Linked DNA regions of Drosophila melanogaster: region 1 is linked to region 2. A link is a contact called in public Hi-C data. All regions are on one chromosome and are shown on one strand. Each heading gives the region's core, a stretch centred on a gene start, on an enhancer-like site or on the middle of the called end of the contact. The rest is flanking DNA. Distances are from core to core; before and after follow the strand shown.

Region 1 (2,819 bases), core at 250-2,749, 1.2 Mb before region 2:
GTGTCAGTAAATTTGCATATTTAAGATAAATTTAAATTCCTTGCATGTTTTGTTGTATTAACATTTTTTTTTTGTTCCATCCAATTTCATTTCGAGTATTGTCCTTTCTGTCTGCTCCTGATGCTGCTTCTTGTTTGTTGGTCCTGGCCCATTCTTCAAATTTTGTCGTTGCTATTGCAAATTTATTGTTTGTAGGCTTATGGGGCGGTGGGAGTGGCAGTACAGGCTGTCTTCATATATGTATTTATACTTGGAGATGTTACAGTCGCGAGTCAAGTAATTAGATATAAAAGCTTAATTGTAAAAAAAAGTTGTTATCTATTGAAATGTATCAAGCTGGATAAAAATAAAATATATATATATATTTAAAATCAAAGTCGCCGTAAAAGTTTAAATGTTTATATTTTTTCGCCCGCTGCTGTCTGAGTGGTTGGGTTTTATGTGGGCAGTGGGCGTGGCAGTGCTTTACAATGCGTGGGAGTCGCTCTCATTTCGATTTTTTCAGTTTTAACCCCCTATCTGCTTATTTTTCGTTGTCGTCATCATGCATCATTTGTTTAGTCCCTTAGTCCTTTGTTATGTGCCAAAAGCTATGGGGCGGTGGGTGGTGGTTGGTGAAAAGCGGGCGGAAGGACGTGTGGTGTGTGTCGCCCTTTTATGCGACGCACTTGTTGAGAATATTAATTTTATTTAAATATTTCAAAATAACACACTAGATGCTGTTGCTGGCTTTACAGTTTTTGGTGCACACGTTTTTATTTTATTTTTTTTTTTATTTTGCGCCATTTGCGTAATGAACTGATATAATGGGATTGGGAAAACTGACAACCATGTGTATCAAATTTGAAAAAGGAAAGTTATATAAACTTAGCACTGAAAATAGGCTTTTAAAATGGTGATTTTAATTGGTTAAATCGGATCTTTATTTTTGATTAGTGACGAAATGTAATGACGAAAACTTTGTATGCAATGCATATTTTCGAATATTTACAATGTTATTTCGATTTTTTAATTAATAATCTTGAATTTTATTCCAGAAAATAAAAAAAATATAATGCATGAAATTAATAAAATTGTTATAAATAATACAGTAGAAACCCGAAAGAGTTTCGTTAAACAGCAAAGCGCAAGCTAATAAGAGGCAATAAGAAGAGAAATTTTCTAAGAGAGTACAATTTGAAGAGAAGAAATATATACAGTAGCGGAAAAAGGAGTATGTACACAGAATATATTTGCTACACGGCCACATATCCAACCCGAAGTTAAAGTTCTTGTGCTATTTTATTAAGACCTTTATTATTATGCTACTCGCCGCTGAAAATTCTTTTTTACACAATGTTTAAACTACATAGAGTAAAAGAAAATATTTAATATTATGAGTCGCACCTAGACTATTTTCCGCTACTGTAGATTGCTGTAAATTAAGCGAGAGAGCGAAGAGAGCATTGCCGGCAGAAAAGGAAGAAGAAGAAGCTCATACCATTGCCGATTGCTGTCGCGTTGCGCTTTCTTCGTTTTTTTCGGCTGCGCAAACTTATATTTTGTCGTTGTAATATTTTGCATAAATATATAAATTAAAACGCGTGACGGAACAACAAACAAATAACGAAGACAGCAAAATAAAAGGGCGAAAAATCGAAACGAAAACGAGTCGAATTACTTTCAAGTGCAAATAGTGTGCGTGGGCGTGAGATTGTGTGTGTGTGTTGTGTTTGTGCGACTGTGAGTGCGTGTGTTTGTGTGCAAAAAAAAAACAGAACGTGCAACAAGAAGCAAGAAGAAGAGCCATCAGCAGCTGACAAACCAGCAATAAAACGAAATTTCAATAAGTAAGCAACATTTAGGCAAAGCTAAAATCCAAAAGCAAATCGAACAAGAGGAAAAACTACCTTTGGAAGCCCCGCAAAGCAGACGTAACAATGGCAAAAGCAACAAATTTGCGGCTCTCAGCTAATTGAAAGCGAATGTTGTTGTTTTAGAGCAATGCACTCGATAAAAAATACATAAAGCAATGGCATAAAAATACAAAAATAAGAACGGCACAGCACAGCAGACGAAAAACAATAATACAACTGGGAAAAACGAAAAAGTCAAATGAGAGAAAGAGAGAGAGAGCAATAATTATTTAAATCTTATCGCAGTGCAAATTTATTTTTCACCTTTTGCTTTGCTCACTTGTTGTTTGCCGGTGCTCTTTCCACCCGCTCTTTGTTCTCTCTCTCTCTACTCTCTTTCTCTTGTGCACTGCGCTCTCCTTCTCTATTTTGCTGTCATTGTCCTTAAATAAGCAATAACAAAAAATAGCAACAACAACAAGTGCAATTGATAAAAAGCAATAGCGTAAAAACAATTGAATAATTTCCTCCGCATATCAATAAATTATTGTGTGTTCCTGTGTGTTTGTGGCTGTCTGGCGGCATATAAATAAATTTGCAAACCAAAAAAAATTGGCTGGCCTGTGCTGTGTGCTATTTTTAATGCCAAAATGCAAATGTTGCAACTGCCGCGCGGGAAAGAGACAGAAACAGTGCTAAAATAACTCGCTGAATGCTCCGTTGCAAGTAAAAAAAACAATTTAAGACGGGTGGTGCTAATAATAATCAACAAAGTTGCTAGTGAAATATTAATAACAAATTATAAGCACGGCAAAATAAGCTGAATATGGCACAGAATGCTAAAAAGAAGCAATAAAAATAGAGAGTGGGAGAGAGAAAGAAGAGTGCAGAGAACAGTGTTGCCGTGCGGCAGTCAGAGCAAACGGGTTGGGCTGTAAAAAAGTGGTAGAAAAATAGACGAAAAGTTTAATTAGCAGAAAAAAT
Region 2 (2,954 bases), core at 99-2,598:
GATCTCACACAACCAAGAAGTATCATTTAGGTAAAAGCATATCAGGAGACCGGCTGAAGAGCCCAGAGATCCGAGAGCCGGCGATTATGGGTATCCCGGTAATCATCAGAGTTCAATGTTGAATGTACATTTGTTTGTATCTATAACGTGTTGCTAGATGTTCCTTTACGATTTCTCATTCTGTTATCCGTTGACCGTTATTCGTTAAGCGTCGTTATCCGTTCGTCCCGGAGTTGGAAAAAAAAGTACTATGTATAATCGAGGCGTTTTACTTTTACGTTCGTTGGCAACTATATCTAAATCAATGGACGGCGAGAGGAGAATCCACAAGTTATATTTGAATATCTATATGTATACCGAAAAATAACGATAGAATTCAGAGCATAGAAGCCACCGCTCCACACACGCACCACCAAAACGAAAGACAGCCCCAGTCCCACACAAAAGTACTATGATGATATAATGATATATATGTATATGATATAGAAACTGTTGGAACGCTATCTTAACATATCAGGAGAAGATGAAGAGCCAGTTGAGGACCTTAGTTCAATTCGTTGATTTCACTTTGTTTGCAAACAGAGAATGTTTTCAAATATATCATATCTATAGCCATGCGCGTACCTTTATAAAAACAAGATCGAAAGAGACCTGTGCTTGTTAATTGTATAGACAAACCAAAGAGAGGGGATCTGTGCCGCAGAACCCATTTAGTCCATGTATCGAACTGTGCTATATATAGAGACGTGAATACGTATAATCGAATTAGTTGGAGTTTAGTTTCAACAAAATGGCTGACAAGTATATATGTATTGCCCGGAGTCAATTAAGCTCAATTACGAATGTTGGAAGATTCAGATTTTAGTTAAGTTTTAATCAGTTAGTTGTTCCAGAAAGGTTGGTAGTGAAATGTCCCTATATGAAAAGAACACAATCAGACATTACATTCTACCTGTGCACAAAACTCGTTTGTCAATTCCGCAAAAGTAAGAAAATAATGGCATAAAAACTACAATAAATTCAACAATTATAGTACTTTAAAGCGTGTTATCTAAGTTTATCCAGCACCACGCTCATTTTATGTATGTATAAATTAATGTATGTATATGTATTTGCAGATCCAAATCAATGCCAAACAAGAATTATTCCAACATCTATATAAATGCAAATGAATATATTATATATATGAATATATGAGTAAAATAAATAAAAGTAATCAAAGCGCAATTAAAATTTCTCTTCATTATGTCTAAGGCGCTCTTTACCTTTGGGGGCTTGGTTTTGCTAAGAGAGCCGAAAGATCTTGTGGTCTGAGCACCTATATAAGGCGGATCGTGAATAGAAAATCCCTCAGTTGTTATCTAGCTCACTCTGGCTCCGCGCACGCTTTTTCCGCTTCTCTGCTTCACTTTATTGATTCGCACCAACCTGCCCAAGTTTTCCACTTTGAGTGCTTTTAAAATGTCCCAGAGTTTTGTGCCAGTGCCAGAGAACAGCGATTTTCCGCTGGAAAATCTACCCTACGCTGTCTTCTCAACCGAAAACAATGTGAGTGATATCATACTGAAATCAAATCTTATATTTTTATGAGATTTTAGAACAATGGTCTCGCTGTTGTAAATGATAACTAAAGTGGTAAATGGCAAAGCAAATGTTCCTTTAACTCAGCCTGTTTTCCGTGTAATATTTTCAAGTTTTTCTTCAGTTTCATGTGACTTTGGATCGTTCCACATGTTCTAGAAATCAACTTTAGAACAGAAACCGCTTTGGGGCATAGCATTTGCATACATCATCCAAGACAAACTAGTTTGTTTACGAAAACAATATGCTAATCCAATCTTTAATACCCCAGCAACCAGGTTCTGATAAGGCCCCATATCATATATCGTATTTGTATATCGTAAATGGTGTTTTTCATCTTACCATCCGTAGAAAGTTCACCGTATTTGTGTGGCCATTGGAGAGCATGTCCTGGACCTGAAAGCTGTCTCGCAGTTGTTTCCTTTCCAAGTTCAGAAAAGCCTGCAGGCCGAAACTTTGAATGAGCTTATGGGATTGGACTTTGAAGCTTGGGATGTGGTAAGAAGCCAGACTCAAAAGCTATTGACGAAGGGTTCAGAATTGGACCACAATGTGGACTTGAAGGCGGTGTAAGTCGGATTTATTATAATAATTTATTATTCATAGTTAATAATTTATTTATTTATCAGTTCCATTGTGCCACAGTCTGAGATCAAGCTGCACCTGCCTGCACAGATTGGTGACTATACAGACTTTTACTCATCCATCCACCATGCCACCAATGTCGGCATTATGTTCCGTGGACCAGACAATGCTCTGATGCCCAACTGGCGCCATCTGCCGGTGGGCTATCATGGTCGTGCAAGTTCTGTGGTGGTTTCCGGTACTCCCATCCGTCGTCCTCTTGGTCAAACGTTTCCCGATGGAGCAGAGAAGCCCGTCTTTGGCGCCTGCAAGCTTCTGGATTTCGAACTAGAAATGGCTTTCTTTATCGGTGGTAAGGGAAATCAGCTGGGTGAACCCATACGCGTGGATGAGGCCTGGAAGAACGTGTTCGGTTTCACGCTGATGAACGACTGGAGTGCCAGGGATATTCAGAAGTGGGAATATGTGCCACTGGGCCCCTTCACCGCAAAGAATCTGGGAACCACCATCTCCCCTTGGGTAGTGCCCACAGCTGCCCTGAAGCCCTTCGTCTTGGACAACTTTCCTCAGGAACCGGAGGTGCTTCCCTATCTGCGCCAGAACATTCCCTTTAACTTTGATATCAACCTCGAGGTGTCTTTGAAACGTAAGTTGCCGCCTGTTAAAGATTTGTTACGTTAATTCACAAAATTTCCCCTTCTCAGCCGCCGATCAAAACGAAGCGCTTATTTCAAAGTCGAACTTCAAACACCTTTATTGGACTCCACTGCAGCAAATCGCTCATCACA

What was found. Hi-C and Micro-C count contacts between places; a contact is called where the count stands out from the background.
Region 1: a contact with region 2 is called in a Hi-C map of the Kc167 cell line, with 1.9 times the contacts expected there. The contact joins the promoter of shep here to the promoter of Faa in region 2. A contact is called at or near these places in 2 of 107 Hi-C or Micro-C datasets (the Kc167 cell line and embryo).

The regions. Positions count from the first base shown.
Region 1 is chr3L:5,276,624-5,279,442 of dm6, reverse strand. shep (alan shepard) reads left to right here and starts at 1,499. Exons shown (of 12, transcript NM_001259707.1): 1 at 1,499-1,829.
Region 2 is chr3L:4,072,348-4,075,301 of dm6, reverse strand. It overlaps Faa (Fumarylacetoacetase), which reads left to right and starts at 1,348. Exons shown (of 4, transcript NM_080091.4): 1 at 1,348-1,548; 2 at 1,933-2,150; 3 at 2,211-2,812; 4 at 2,871-2,954. The coding sequence starts at 1,462. Gad1 (Glutamic acid decarboxylase 1) reads left to right here. Exons shown (of 8, transcript NM_168055.2): 8 at 1-1,225.